2 separate regions of the Drosophila melanogaster genome follow, and region 1 is linked to region 2. A link is a contact called in public Hi-C data. All regions are on one chromosome and are shown on one strand. The core of a region is the stretch at or near the end of the contact, and the rest is flanking DNA. Distances in the headings are between cores, read along the strand shown.

Region 1 (6,360 bases), core at 3,850-6,349, 200 kb before region 2:
CCATGGCGATTCCTCAGATGACGTTCACAGTTCGCCTTGGTGGTGAAGGCATAGTTGCACACGGCGCACTCGTACGGACGATCTCCGTTGTGGGTACGCATGTGACGCACCAGGGCGGCCTTGTCGCAAACGGCGTAGGGACACATGTTGCAGCGAAAGGGTCCGGCTGGACCCACTGCACCCAAATGTACCCGATTGTGACCTTTGAGGGCACGAAGGTTCGGGAAAACGGCCGTGCACAGCTTGCAGGGAAACTCGCCGCGCAGCTTCATGCGACGGAACTCCGAGGTGAACGCGTCCTGTGCCTCCTCCTCCTGATCCCGACCGTCCAGGCTGTACTGACTCGAATTGGGCGTGTTCACGGACTGCTCAAAGTTGCGCAGAAAACTGGAACTGGAGCTGGTCATGTTCAGGATGCTCTGGATATCGGCCAGATCCTTGGTGTCCGCCGGCTCATGTTTGATGGGCGATGGCGGATGCGAGATGGCTCCGCATCCATTTGCTGTCTTGTGCTTCAGATACAACTGATGGAAAAAGTCCTCGCTTTGACTCGCTAACCTCTCCTTCTGCTCGAGATCCTCATCGTCACCGTGCTCCTCATCCTCCGGCTCCTCGTTGTGCAATGGCGAACTGCTGGCTCCGAGAAGCGGCGGTAAGCCACCGGCCAGAGCGTTGGGTAAGCGACAACAGTGCGACTGCAACTGACGATGGGTGGCAAAGATCACCTCGCAGTCCCGACACTTGGCTGGTATGTCTGAGTGCATTGCATCCAAATGGACGCAGAGAGCGGGCAGGGTCTCGAAATCGGAGGCTCCGCAGGCGGGACAACTTAGGAGCAAGGCAGGTGAGGCGGATGGCGATGGGGTAGGGGAACGCGAGGCGGCGCCAGATGCACTGGCTCCGGCCAAAAGAGTGGCGACATCGGGAGTGCTGGTCAGCATGGCCACATCCGCATCGTCGGCCTCCTCATCATCCATATCCTCCTGCTGCTCACTCTCGATGATGTTGTTGTTGATGGTGGTCTTCAGTCGACGCTGCTTGTTCTCCGTATCCTGATCCTCAGTCGAAACCTCCAGCTCCTCCAAGTCCTTTAGATTGTTGTTAGCCTTGTGCGAGTTGTTGTTGTTGTTGTTAAGGGAACTGCTGCTGCGACTGTGACTATGTCCACTGGACACGTCCGTGGAGCAGCTGGCATCGCTTTCGTAGCTCTCCGCTCGGGCGGATAACGTGTTGCCCATCAATTGCTGCTGGGCGGGATTCTGCTGCTGCTGCGACGGCTGATGTTGCTGCTGCTGACGGCGCTGCTGCTGCGACTGTTGCTGCTGCTGCAGCGACTGCTGCTGCTGCGACTGCGACTGCGACTGCGCAACTTGATGCTGTTTGTGGGTGCGCATGTGACGGTGCATGTTGCCATTGGTGGTGAACGTCAGGTGGCAGTAGCGGCAGTTAAAGGGACGCTCGCCCGTGTGAACCAGCACGTGTCTGTCCAGGGATGAAGCCGAGGATAGCACCTGTTTATAGTTTCAATTTGGATGGTGGGAGAAACGAAGAACAGGTGAGTGAGTAATCAGGCGATCAGGGGTTAATAACCTACGGCTAGCTCTTCTAAGTCCTAGCACATCTGTCTATTCATCAATTTAAAGCAGTAGTTCATCTCAACTACTCGAAACTAACTTGCTTTCAAAGCAATATTGAAAGTCTTCGTTTGAGATTTGAACGCTTCTTTCGATATTCCTTAAATCTATATCTAATCTAATGAAAAACAAAGGGTGCACACAATTTGAGTGACCACAATGACTCACCTTGGAGCAAATGCGGCAGGTGAAGTTCTCCGTATCGCCATTGGCGTAATTGTGGCACCGGATGTGGTTGGTGAACTCGTGCGGCGTGGCTGAGACCACCTCACAGATTGGGCAAAGGTATTTCATATGCTCGTCGCCGGCTCCGATGCCTGATTCACCGCTGGAGAGGCACTGTCCCTGGGGCGAGGAGCCACCGGATCCGCCACTGCTGCTGCCGCTGCTGCTGGATGCTGCGTTGATCGCTGCTCCGCCGACTGGAGATGGAGCCACTGCGCTAGCACCAATACCACTGGTCGCAGTAGTGTTCGTAGCGCTGCTACTGTTACCCAGATAGCCACTGTGGCCAGTGGTGCTGCTGGCGTCCACGAATCCCGATTCCGAGAGACTGGCCGCCGAGCGATTCAGACGAAATTTCTTGCGCAGCGAACTGGCATCGCCACTGCTGTAGTCCATCACAATGGATGCCTGTGTGGTGGCGCCACCACTGCGACGCTGCTTGTGCCGTCCCAGATTCCTTGAGCCCAAGGCGGCCACCTGGTCGCCATCCTCCTCGTCCTCATCCTCCTCCGCCTCCGCCTCCGCCACGTCTTCATCACTCAGCAGATCCGACTGCTGGTGATGCTGCTGCTGCTGATGGTGATTCAATTGCAAATGGCGAATTTTGCGCTTGCGCGAAGATGTCACCGTAGCCAGCTCATGTGGCGTGGATGTGGTCTGTGTAGAGCCACTGTTACCGCCCAGTTTTTTGGGCGTACGTCCCAGATCCAGATGCTCCAGCGAGGACTCCGATGTGGTGGAGTCCCGTCGCTGGCGCTCCATTTCCGATTCCACTGTGCTGTTGTTGTGCTGTTGCTGTGCGGCGAGCATTTTTCCAACGGCTAGTTAACTGTGCTGATTTAGAAGATTCGAGAGAAAAAGAAGAAAGGACTTTTAGAGATGGGTATAGATAAAGCACGTGTAATAAGAACTCTATCGAAAAATCGAAGCACTTGAACAAGTGTTGACACTAATTAGATAACTCGAAGACAAAAGAAGTGTATCAAATATACTAAACACTTATAATCGCAAGTATTTTTATTACTTTTTGTCCAACCCCACCAAAGTTTTGCAACACTCGCTGATTCAAAAATGTAATTACTAGCTTTATGAAAGTCTGAAGATGGAAAGAAATCACGCGTAAACAAATGATATCCACACTGACAGCGTTCCATTCTGTAAACTGGGTGTAGGGTTCAATTAATAACAGAAAATCGATAGTGGGGCACCCTGCATTCTCCAGTCTTCGATTGTCGCGTAATACTAAACTAAATCTTGAGTAACGTAAACAGCTGATTCAGGCAAGTAAACAATGCAACGGAAAGATGAAAAAACAGAAGCGGAAAAGCTATTTGAAATCGAGTTCCTGTGAAGAGCGAATAAGAAGAATTGGCGACTGTTGCAAGTGCATCCGCAGAAAGGTGCGAAGAATTGAATTCAATACACATCTGGCAATGCTGCTCTTATCAAGAATTTCGGTGTGTGGGTGAAAAATGTGGGTACACTCATTAGCATTTACCGTTATCAAGGCTATGACTATGAGCGGTGTCCCAGTTGTTGTCGTTGTTGTTGTTTCTTTGGGTGGTAGTGGATCGATTTGAAAATCCTAACTTCCCCCCGAAAGGCAACAAAAATAAAGAAACTCTGAAACCTCAGAGGCTGATCAAAAATTTCTACCGATAACGAGCCCACTGTTCGCTATATATACATACACACATGCATACATCCAGTCATATACACATATAATTTTTTCGGTAAATGTGTGTTAGTTGTTTGTTGTCCATTGGCTTTCGGTTTGGCCTTTCATTTTGGTTGGCTGATTTCAATTTCGTTGTCCATGAGTCATGAAAAGTCATTGAGATAAAGATTCCCTCCCGAATATATACTTTTTGGGGCGGGGAATTGTTGGGCGGTTTTCACACCTTTATGACCCTTGGGAATTATCAATGAACACAACTTGGTCAGTGAAAAAACAAATTTCTAATCGCCATCTAACGGAATCAAGCCGAGTGAAGTGAACCGTTTGACATGGAGCACAACCCCTGCGATATTAAACAGATCATCAATCTGAATTAAACCCTATAAACGTCGCCTCATCATCCCTGACCACGGAAATTTCTGGCTTTTCGGACTGGACTGTCTGTGTGTGCGTGGTGTGTCAAAGTTCAAGGGTTTTAGCATCGGTCATGGGTAATTTTTTGACCCGGCTAATTGCAGGCAGAACTTGACCCAAAACACCAAGGGAGGGGTTTTGGGAATGGACTTGAATTGAAATGTTTTCAAACATTGTGATCGTAGGAAAATAATTTTATATAAACATTTTCCTTTTGATTTAATCGGAATATAATGAATTTGGATCATTAAATTATTTTAACGATTTACGGAAGAATTAAACTGGCATATATATTTTCATTACTTCATCTTTTTTAAATAATATTTCTAATATCTAAGTCGATTTTAAAACACTGCTGCACTTCAATTGCATTTAAAAATTGCATTTCAAATGTGTTTGAAAACTAAGCTTTTAAATTTTATTTTAAAACGGTTGTGCTAATTTTAAATTCAACAATTTTTGTTCTTAACAATTTAACACAAAAATGTTAGCTTAGCTGAAGACCCAATAACTTTTCCAATTTCATCCTTTTGATAATCCATGTTTTCTGCGCTCGATTATTTATCCAAAGCAACAACAAATTGTTCACGCACAAATCACAGAAACAACATAAAAAAAAATCCAAAACAATCACTGTTAAAAAATTACCTTAGTGGATATTTAGTTGTGAAATTGTGTTCAACAGTTGCGACGGCATTCCAACTCCGGATTTCGCACTGTTTTAGGCTTGGTTCCCGTTGAAAAATGATTTTTGGTGGCTTTTTGGTGTTTTGTGTTTTATGTTTAGTGTGTAGGTTTTTTTTTTAATTCTTGTCAGATAACTTAATTCAGATAGCACTTATTTTTTGGTTCACTTAATATTTTTCACACTTCTTTGGCCTTAAAGCTTAGTATTCCAAAAATTCCCAATGGTTTGTCGTTTAAAAAAAAAACGTGAAAAAAATATGCAGTTTGCGTTTGATATTTCTTTGTAGGCTTAGAATTGAGAAATTCTGTTTATGTTTTATTATATTTTTATTTTCTACAAGTTAGTTATTTGATTTGTCTGCTTTTGAGTTGGTTTCTTGAAGCGCCGCGCACGAGTTTTGTATCTTATTCTCAGCGCAGCCGCAGCGCAACCGATTCGGCAGATGAAAATCGACTGATGTTGTATTTATAAAGTTGTATTTATAAATACAACGGCTGCGCTGCGCTGCCGCCGGCGGCGTCGCTGTCCGCGAGAGCGAGAGCGTAAAATTTGAAATGAAAAGAGAAAAGAGAGAAGAGAGAAGCAGTCTGGTTTTTCTCATTTTTTTTTCAACGGAGGCAGCGCAGCTTGGATTTTCTTTCCTTCTCATTCTTCGTTTCAAATTTGTCTTCTTCTTTTTCTTTATTTGGCGCAAATAGGATTACACATTGGGTGCGTGTGTGTGTGTGTGGAAGAGCGAGAGGGCCGTACTCATCTTTCATTGGAATTGGAAATTACAGTGGACACTTGACAACTGGAAATGGGATGCACGATACTAGATCTGAGCGTAGAAGAAGTATATCTAATCGAAGATGCATTATTTGTGTAGTATTTCCTTCTTTTAATATTTATGGAATACTTCAGTTTGACCTAGGACTTTAAACCAAAGTCACCATTTTTTTCAATAACTAGAAAAAAGTATTAATATCGGCAAAATAAATACTTCGGGAAATGAGTCTGAAATCTTGTTAAAAAATGAAACAAAATCAACGGATGTAGGATAGAAATGTGCCAGACTACCAAATCTCCAATTGTCAACTTTTTCTGCCTTCTATACGAGTGATCACTGTATGTAGCACCCACATACACATATGCATATGTCTGGATGCATTTTGGATTTTTGGGCAAATCCCGTTGCCATTGGCCACGCTGGCCATGTTTGTTGCCCTTTCTGTCGCACTTCATCTAGCGATGAGCACATCCAGATCTTCGTGTACATATGCCCATACATATGTATGTATGTATGTATGTATGTATGTATGTACATACATATGTGCTCATCCATAGCTGTGAACATCCCCATCCGTGTATCCGTATCCATTAACCCCCGAGCGGATACTTCCTGGCCAGTTTCTCAACCTTAACCTCTAGCTGTGCCCAGAACGGAAGTCGGAGACGATCGAGTCTCTTTTCGGTCCCTCTTTTCACCTTTCACCTTTTCAGGGTGCGTCATACAGCAATCAAGCAGCATTGAAATTAACATTAATGCACCGAAAGAAATGTCATGTAGCTGCCCGTAGTTCTGCGATTCTTTGGGGATAGCGTTCTCCAAATATAAAGGCTCTTTTTCCATGCTCTTCGATACTCATAGGTGTTTAGGTACCGTCGAGAGGTCAATTTTAAATAGTGTCAGCTGCCGAAAGAATGTACATATGTATGTATGTAAATTAGGTGACCAGCAA
Region 2 (6,618 bases), core at 1,334-3,833:
CAACACGTTGGAAAATCGCCCGAATGAGAACCACCCCCGGCAAGCCATCATCAGCTAGGTGGGGGTTTTTGTGTGGAGGAAAATTGCGTGAGTGCTGCTGAAGTCTGAGGCCAAAGGAAGTTGCTGGATGTCAGTCAGCTTTGCACGAGACAGCAGGACCAGGTTCTACTTCCCCAGCGCTTGGCTTCTTCCTCCCCTGCCAAGTCAGCTGGCGTGTTAGTCAGTCAATAGATAGAGCCAGGATAGCAGGATACAAAGGATCTGTCCATCGGATGTACAAACGTACACGCATCCATATACGAGTATGTACACACACATATAATATAGATGTGGTGCGTATTTATCGGTTAAGTGTGCAGTGTGTTTGTTGCCTTCAACCCCAAAAAAAAAAAAAAAACAAGGATAAGTGCCGCATCCAGGCCATTCCCAATTCCCGAAATCCAAAAAATACAATCCCCTCTTCCGTTTTCTTCCGCCGGTTGTAGCAACAACAATGGAGCTGGCATTTTATAGTAGCAGAGTACACAGTACATACCCCACCGAATACGGAATACGGAATACTGAATCGTGATTCCCGAATCATAGCCATATCCATGTCATAAGTCCGTTAGCAGCTTACCAACGAACAACCCCGACTGGAAACCTCACCAATTAATTGGTGAAGTCAGCAAAAGATATAGGTATTATGTGTTGTGGTATTTTGGAACTATTTTAGGTATATATAACACTTAATTCCGTAATTCGATCAAGACAATATATATTTCCAACTGTGTAATAATGTAATCCCTACTAAATGAGGATCAAAAAGAAAATGCATGTTCCCTCGGAAACAAGAAGAAAACATTCTCTAATATGTAATACAAATGGTTAAGGGTTGTTACCTACTTTCGAAAAGGGTTGAGTACTACGTTTCTAAACAGTCATAAAAGTCACTAATCGCTAATAAGCAGTGCAATAAACTACTCGAAAGAGAAAATTATTTTGGTGCTGGGGAAAATCCTTTCCTACAAAACATTGCTCTGTAAACGCGAATGATAATAGCCAGTGGCTTGGAATATTAGATTTATAAATATCCTTGATTTTCAGGCTTAGTATTTCGAAATTAGAACAAGTAGTCAAAATGTTTGCACGTTTTAAATCCTTTTCCGTATAACAATAGATAAATAGAAAAATGTCTAATTATTTTTGTACATCTTCAAGTGAAAGAACTTTGTGTGAGACCAGATTGATCGAGTGCTTGGCCAAGTATTCATTCTTGTGTTCATGGCTCAGTTCGTTTGGCACAACAGAGCGAAGCGACAAATCCAGTTCTGAATACAAGTTTGTATCGGTGGTCCTAGGCGGCTACGATCTCCTCCGCGAATCCCCTTGATCCCCTCCCTATTGAATAAGGCCCCATACAAAAAACCGGACTGTGCCGCAGACGCCGACTTGAGATATTATGTTTTCCGCAGCTGTCAAATTTGATTTGACAAATGTAAATAATACGGACAGACAAAGAGATTGTTGACATAATGGAAGGCGAGCTGATTTACACTTTTAGCTGCGTGTCGAGATGCGATCGTGATCTCGTCTCCGGAACCCCGCTCCCCAACTCTCCCCCCCCCCCTTATCCATCGCCATACATTGCATATATATAGTTTTTTTTTTTTTTTCTTTTTTGTTTTGTCATGCCTGAACAACTTGCAAATCTAGCGACTGTTTGACTGACTGCCTCCGGCTAATGGCTACAAATTGTCACATCAGTTAAGTAGCGAAAAAAGTATGAGAAAACAATTGACGAGGCGATAAACTGATGATACGGGTTCGGAAAGAGTTAGCTAATTGGATAATGGTTCCGATTTCGTTGCGCTTGAGCAGATCGGGATGGGGAATCTCCTGGGGGTTGGATCAATCAATCTAGACAATCTCCCTGGTGTTATGCGATGTGATTATCATAATGGGAAGGAGTTCCACCACGCTTTGTTTAAGGACTTTCCTATTAACTCATTGGATCACCAAAATATTGAAAGTAATTATCAGTAGTTCTACATTTAATGTTTGTAAATTTCTCATTTCTCAAGTAGGGAAAAACCAAGGAGTAGATTTTTTTGATAGTATACTATTTATTTCCAAGGGCAGCATAAACATAATATATTTGTATACCATTATGTTTTCATGATCTGAAACGGTATTTTGAAAATCTCAGGCGGAAACCAGTGTGTTTTTTATTTATATTCTTTGGACCTCCCACCTTGCTGTTGTTTGATTTTTATATATGTTTTTTTTTTTAAGTTTAAATACTCCACACTTTACGCACTTTTCAAACACAATTTTCTTTAATCTTGTCAGGTTTTCAAAAAATTCTGGACTGCACAAAAAAACAAAACAAAACAGAATCTGCAGGGTGATGTTGTTTCTTGATTCCTTATCGTCGACGGCCACGAAACGGTTAACGGTTAGCGGTTAAACGGTGAGCCGTATCGGTTAAGGTCAGTGTATTTATTTTGCCTTCGGATTGAAGCAAAAAAGGGGAATCACACGTAAACACGGCGAGACATTTGGTTTATCTGACGACGCGACGGCAAAAGCGTTTGACGTGAGCGTGTGACAGGCGGCGACTGCTGGCCGAGAACGATCCAAAAAGCCGAAAAGCCCGAAAAACGAAAAAAAAAAAAAAAACAACAAATAACCGGGCCAAGACGACGCCGAGCGCCAAAGTGCAAGAAGCCGGCAGCGACGTTCGCAGCGACGCCGGCAGAATGCGAAAGTGGGGAATCCCCATCGCGTGGGGGGAGGTGGGTTGGCCCGTGTTATGTTCACCACACGCGGGCAAAAAAGCTAAGGCCAGCTTAGCATAGGTTTTCCCCCTCGCCGTGCTGTCGAATGACAAGCATTTTGACACCCAAGTCGTGGGTAGTCTTGTAGTTGCTATTTTGTGGGTTACATATTTTCTTTTTAAAGCCCTTCTGTGTAATCCCTACACTCTATGCTCTCAGCTTTACTTGGCGAGGCCATTCTTTCTTTGCTTTCCTTCTTCTTGTCTTTATACGTAGCCTACCCTCCTGGTCTAACCCTATATAAGTATAAACGTATTCTTTCTTTCTTTGAGTGAAATCCCTCTGTGCGTTTTAAACCCACGTACACCCCTGGATTTTCCGCTGTGATCTCCGCTCTTCGTTTCATATGAAGTGTCGACGTTTACTAACAGAATTCCAATTTTGAATGACGCTATTCGCCACTCTGCTCGACGCTTTGCTTCACAAAACCCACCACGGCAGCACAGTCGACGTCGGCAGAGGCAGAGGCACGAATTCGCCTCGTTTCGCTTCGTTTTGAGTGAGCACTTCTTTGCATGTGTGTGTGTGTGTGTGTGAGTAATTGAGCACTTACTCAGAACCGGTTTATGCTAGGTTTTTTTTGTATCCTATTTGGTCCGAGCCAGGATAACAACACGCCGGATAACTCACGCACATTCGAATCGCATCCTTTGACTTCTTGGGAAAAAAGGACAACGGCTTAACCGTTAAATGTGTGTGTGTATGGTGTCCATTTTTTTTGGGGGGGGATACTACGAAAAACTGGAGCACAGATTAAGTCGCTGCCAAGCGAAAATAAACAAATTTGCAGAAATACGTGGAACCAATTTCGGGTAAAAGGAGCCAAATAAAAAACAAACTAGGATGTTGGCATTGTTATGACCTTAAGTATATGAAATCTGGAAACAGCTTTAAGATATTAAAACAGCTAAGAATCCTTTTAAGACGTAAATATGATTGTAGCTATTAGTTAAGTAATATATATACCATATATATATGTATATATTTGGGTTGGAAATACTTGGTAATCAAATGAAAGTAAAAACAAAAAGCTCAGCTTTAAAAAAAACACTAAATATTAATTCTAAGTTACAGAAAAAATATACAAAACCAGAGATAGTTGGGACTGTATTCAGATTGAGCTAACAGCTTATAAGAAATTATTTAAAAGGATTTTCGTAGGAATAATTGTTGAATTTTTTATATCTTGAACTGAGAATTTAGAATTTTAAGCAACTTTTTTTTTATATATTAACGAATTTATAAATTATAAAGCTTAAAAAAGGAAGAAGCTCAACAAGAAGCAAAAAGAAGGATGAAGATTGTGCGTGCGAAAGGGAGGACCGATGTCACGCAGAGCTAACGGTAGTCGGAATGCCATATGACACTTTCCTTCGCTTTTCGCCTTTTCTTGGGTTTTCATCCGCCGAAGCGCCAGAACGTAATGAATAAAATATGCAATAAGCGTAAAGCAGTAGAAATATGCAAATTCGTTTACAACGTCGCATCTTCTCTACTCTTGCTTTCAAAACCTCCATCCACAAACGCATTCCCTCTCGCTCACACTGCGGCACTTTCGCATGGGTGCGAAAAAGACGGCCATAAAGCAACGCCCCCTGCAAGGCGACCATTTTACACAGTTTCATGTGCGCAAGAACGAGAAGGCAAGTGCCAGAGGGAATGCGCATTCTCGGTGAGAAAGAGTGGGAGAGCGAGTGAATGTGTGTGTGTGTGTGTATGACTGAGTGAGTGAGTTGAGCGTTTTTTACCGGACTGTGGTGAGTTTTTTTCTCATCTCATCGCGATCGCTTAGTGGGCGGAGTCTCGGGCTTGTGTTCATGTGTGTGCGTGTAGAAGCGAGATAGCGTTACATGGCGAGAAGGAAAACACGCACACACACGTAGTCAGCGATTTTGTCACACAGGCAAAAATGTCCTTTTCCGTCTCCGTGCCTTCTCGTGTCCCTTATTTCTCAGTTTCCACTTCACCTATATGGCTTTATTCGGTTTTTTGGCGCGAAATTTTAGGCTCAAATTCGGAAAAGGGAGCTAAAATTTGGAGAAATAATAGAAGCACAGAACTTTGAAAAATAAAATTTCTTTAAAAAAAAAGAAAAATGTTGAAAAGATATTGCTGTGATTATGAAATTACAGCTCGCAATGTAGGAACTCAGATAAATATTGAATTCAAAACAAATAAATGATTAATACGTCAGTTATTTCTTTGGATAATTTGTGCTTCAAATATTGAATTTTTGATAATTCCAGATCACTAATCTTAAAAATTTTAAATTTAAAATAATTATAAAATAAATGTGTAGCAATTAAAAAACGAGGGTACATTTCGTTTCTCTGCCAAACCATTTCCGAATGCCCAGAACATCAAAAATAACATGTAAGAAGTTCCTGAATGCATCTGCCATGGCCGATGAGAATCAACTGTAAAATATGGCGCAATGTGCAATTGTTGATAATGGGGCATGTGGCGCGCATATCCTACCGATTCGCTATTCCGTATAGCCCGACTTTTTTACGCAGCTCTGGCGCCTGCGCCTCGCCTGCTAATTAGTCGAAGCTCCCGATCCCGAGGGATATACGAAAAGGGTGGCGTTTGGGGGGTCAGGAATACACTTGCTCCTTGTATTTGCTAAACTTTGCATTAAATTTTGGCGCTGCACAGGCTGTGGCAATTAATTTAGAGGCGCAACAAGCGTTGAAAGCGTCGAAATGAAGTGTGACGAGCATCGCAGAGGAGCTGCCACATTGCCACAGATGTATTTCCTTGTCCTCGGGGGAAGGATTGCACTGCAAGGAAGAAGGGCCAAATACTGGGTTCCCAAATAAAAATATGTAATATTTATTATTATTATTTGTAGTCTGAATTGCTTAGGTTTAACGCCCCAGAAAAATCCAAACAAAACATGGAAAGTTTTGCGTTTTTCCAGTGATATTTCTAATGTCTTTTTTTTTTTTGCCCAGTGCATGGAGGGCGTGCTGCAGGCTTTCCCACCTTTCCTTGGCTGCCTTACCGTGTCATCTTTTTCGGTTTCTCCAGGCGAATGTCAATGTGCGTGACTTTTGTTGCCGATGTAGCTGCTGTTTTCTGCCTTTTCCAGTTGCATCATTCAACCATGACAACAATCATCTCCTCGGCTTCTTTTTGCTCTGTGCCTTTGTTGCTGTTTGCTGTTGCTGTTGTTGTCAAACACTAGACAACAAATTGTTGTAATTATGTTCAGGTTGCGTTTCGCTTGTCGCTTCCCGATGTCATAATGCTACCCGCAATTATGGTAAAAGTTGCATGAAACAAAACAGCAGCAATAATAGTAGTAGTAGTAGTAGTAGAGCAGGAGCAGTAGCAATAATAATGGTAACTGCAAACAAACAACAAGCCCAGCGGAAAACGTTTCATTTTCAGTTATGAATTGACAAGAGTCTCTCCATTTTTTCTCTTTTTTTTTTTGTTGTCTTCTCTGCATTGTTTTGTTTTTGTAAAATGAGCGAGGGAAATGTGGAAAACCGCCAGGGAATTAGAAGTTGGGTGTGCCCTTTTCGCAAAGAGTACTTTCCTGCGCCAAAGGATCTGCAAATAAGCTGTAACTTCATGCATTGCCAATGATTTACGATAATTTCAAGTCAAGAAAAACTAGCAATTAATATTCATTTATATTGCAAGAAAATTATAATTAAAAATATAGTTGGCCCTTTCAACTGATTTCAATCCCAATCAAACTATAAAAATCTGCTTAAAGAAATGACGAAACTCGATAACTTGACCACCATACGATTCCTTCCATCGATCTATTTCAATAAATGTACTC

What was found. Hi-C and Micro-C count contacts between places; a contact is called where the count stands out from the background.
Region 1: a contact with region 2 is called in a Hi-C map of the Kc167 cell line, with 2.5 times the contacts expected there. The contact joins the promoter of peb here to the promoter of bi in region 2. A contact is called at or near these places in 20 of 107 Hi-C or Micro-C datasets (the Kc167 cell line, the OSC cell line, the S2 cell line and 8 more).

What each region holds. Positions count from the first base shown.
Region 1 is chrX:4,616,303-4,622,662 of dm6, reverse strand. peb (pebbled) reads right to left here and starts at 5,099. Exons shown (of 3, transcript NM_001014722.2): 1 at 4,600-5,099; 2 at 1,803-2,688; 3 at 1-1,511. The coding sequence starts at 2,669.
Region 2 is chrX:4,409,427-4,416,044 of dm6, reverse strand. It overlaps bi (bifid), which reads right to left and starts at 2,583. Exons shown (of 8, transcript NM_001297932.1): 1 at 2,146-2,583. The region is part of intron 3 of lncRNA:CR32773 (long non-coding RNA:CR32773); the gene reads left to right.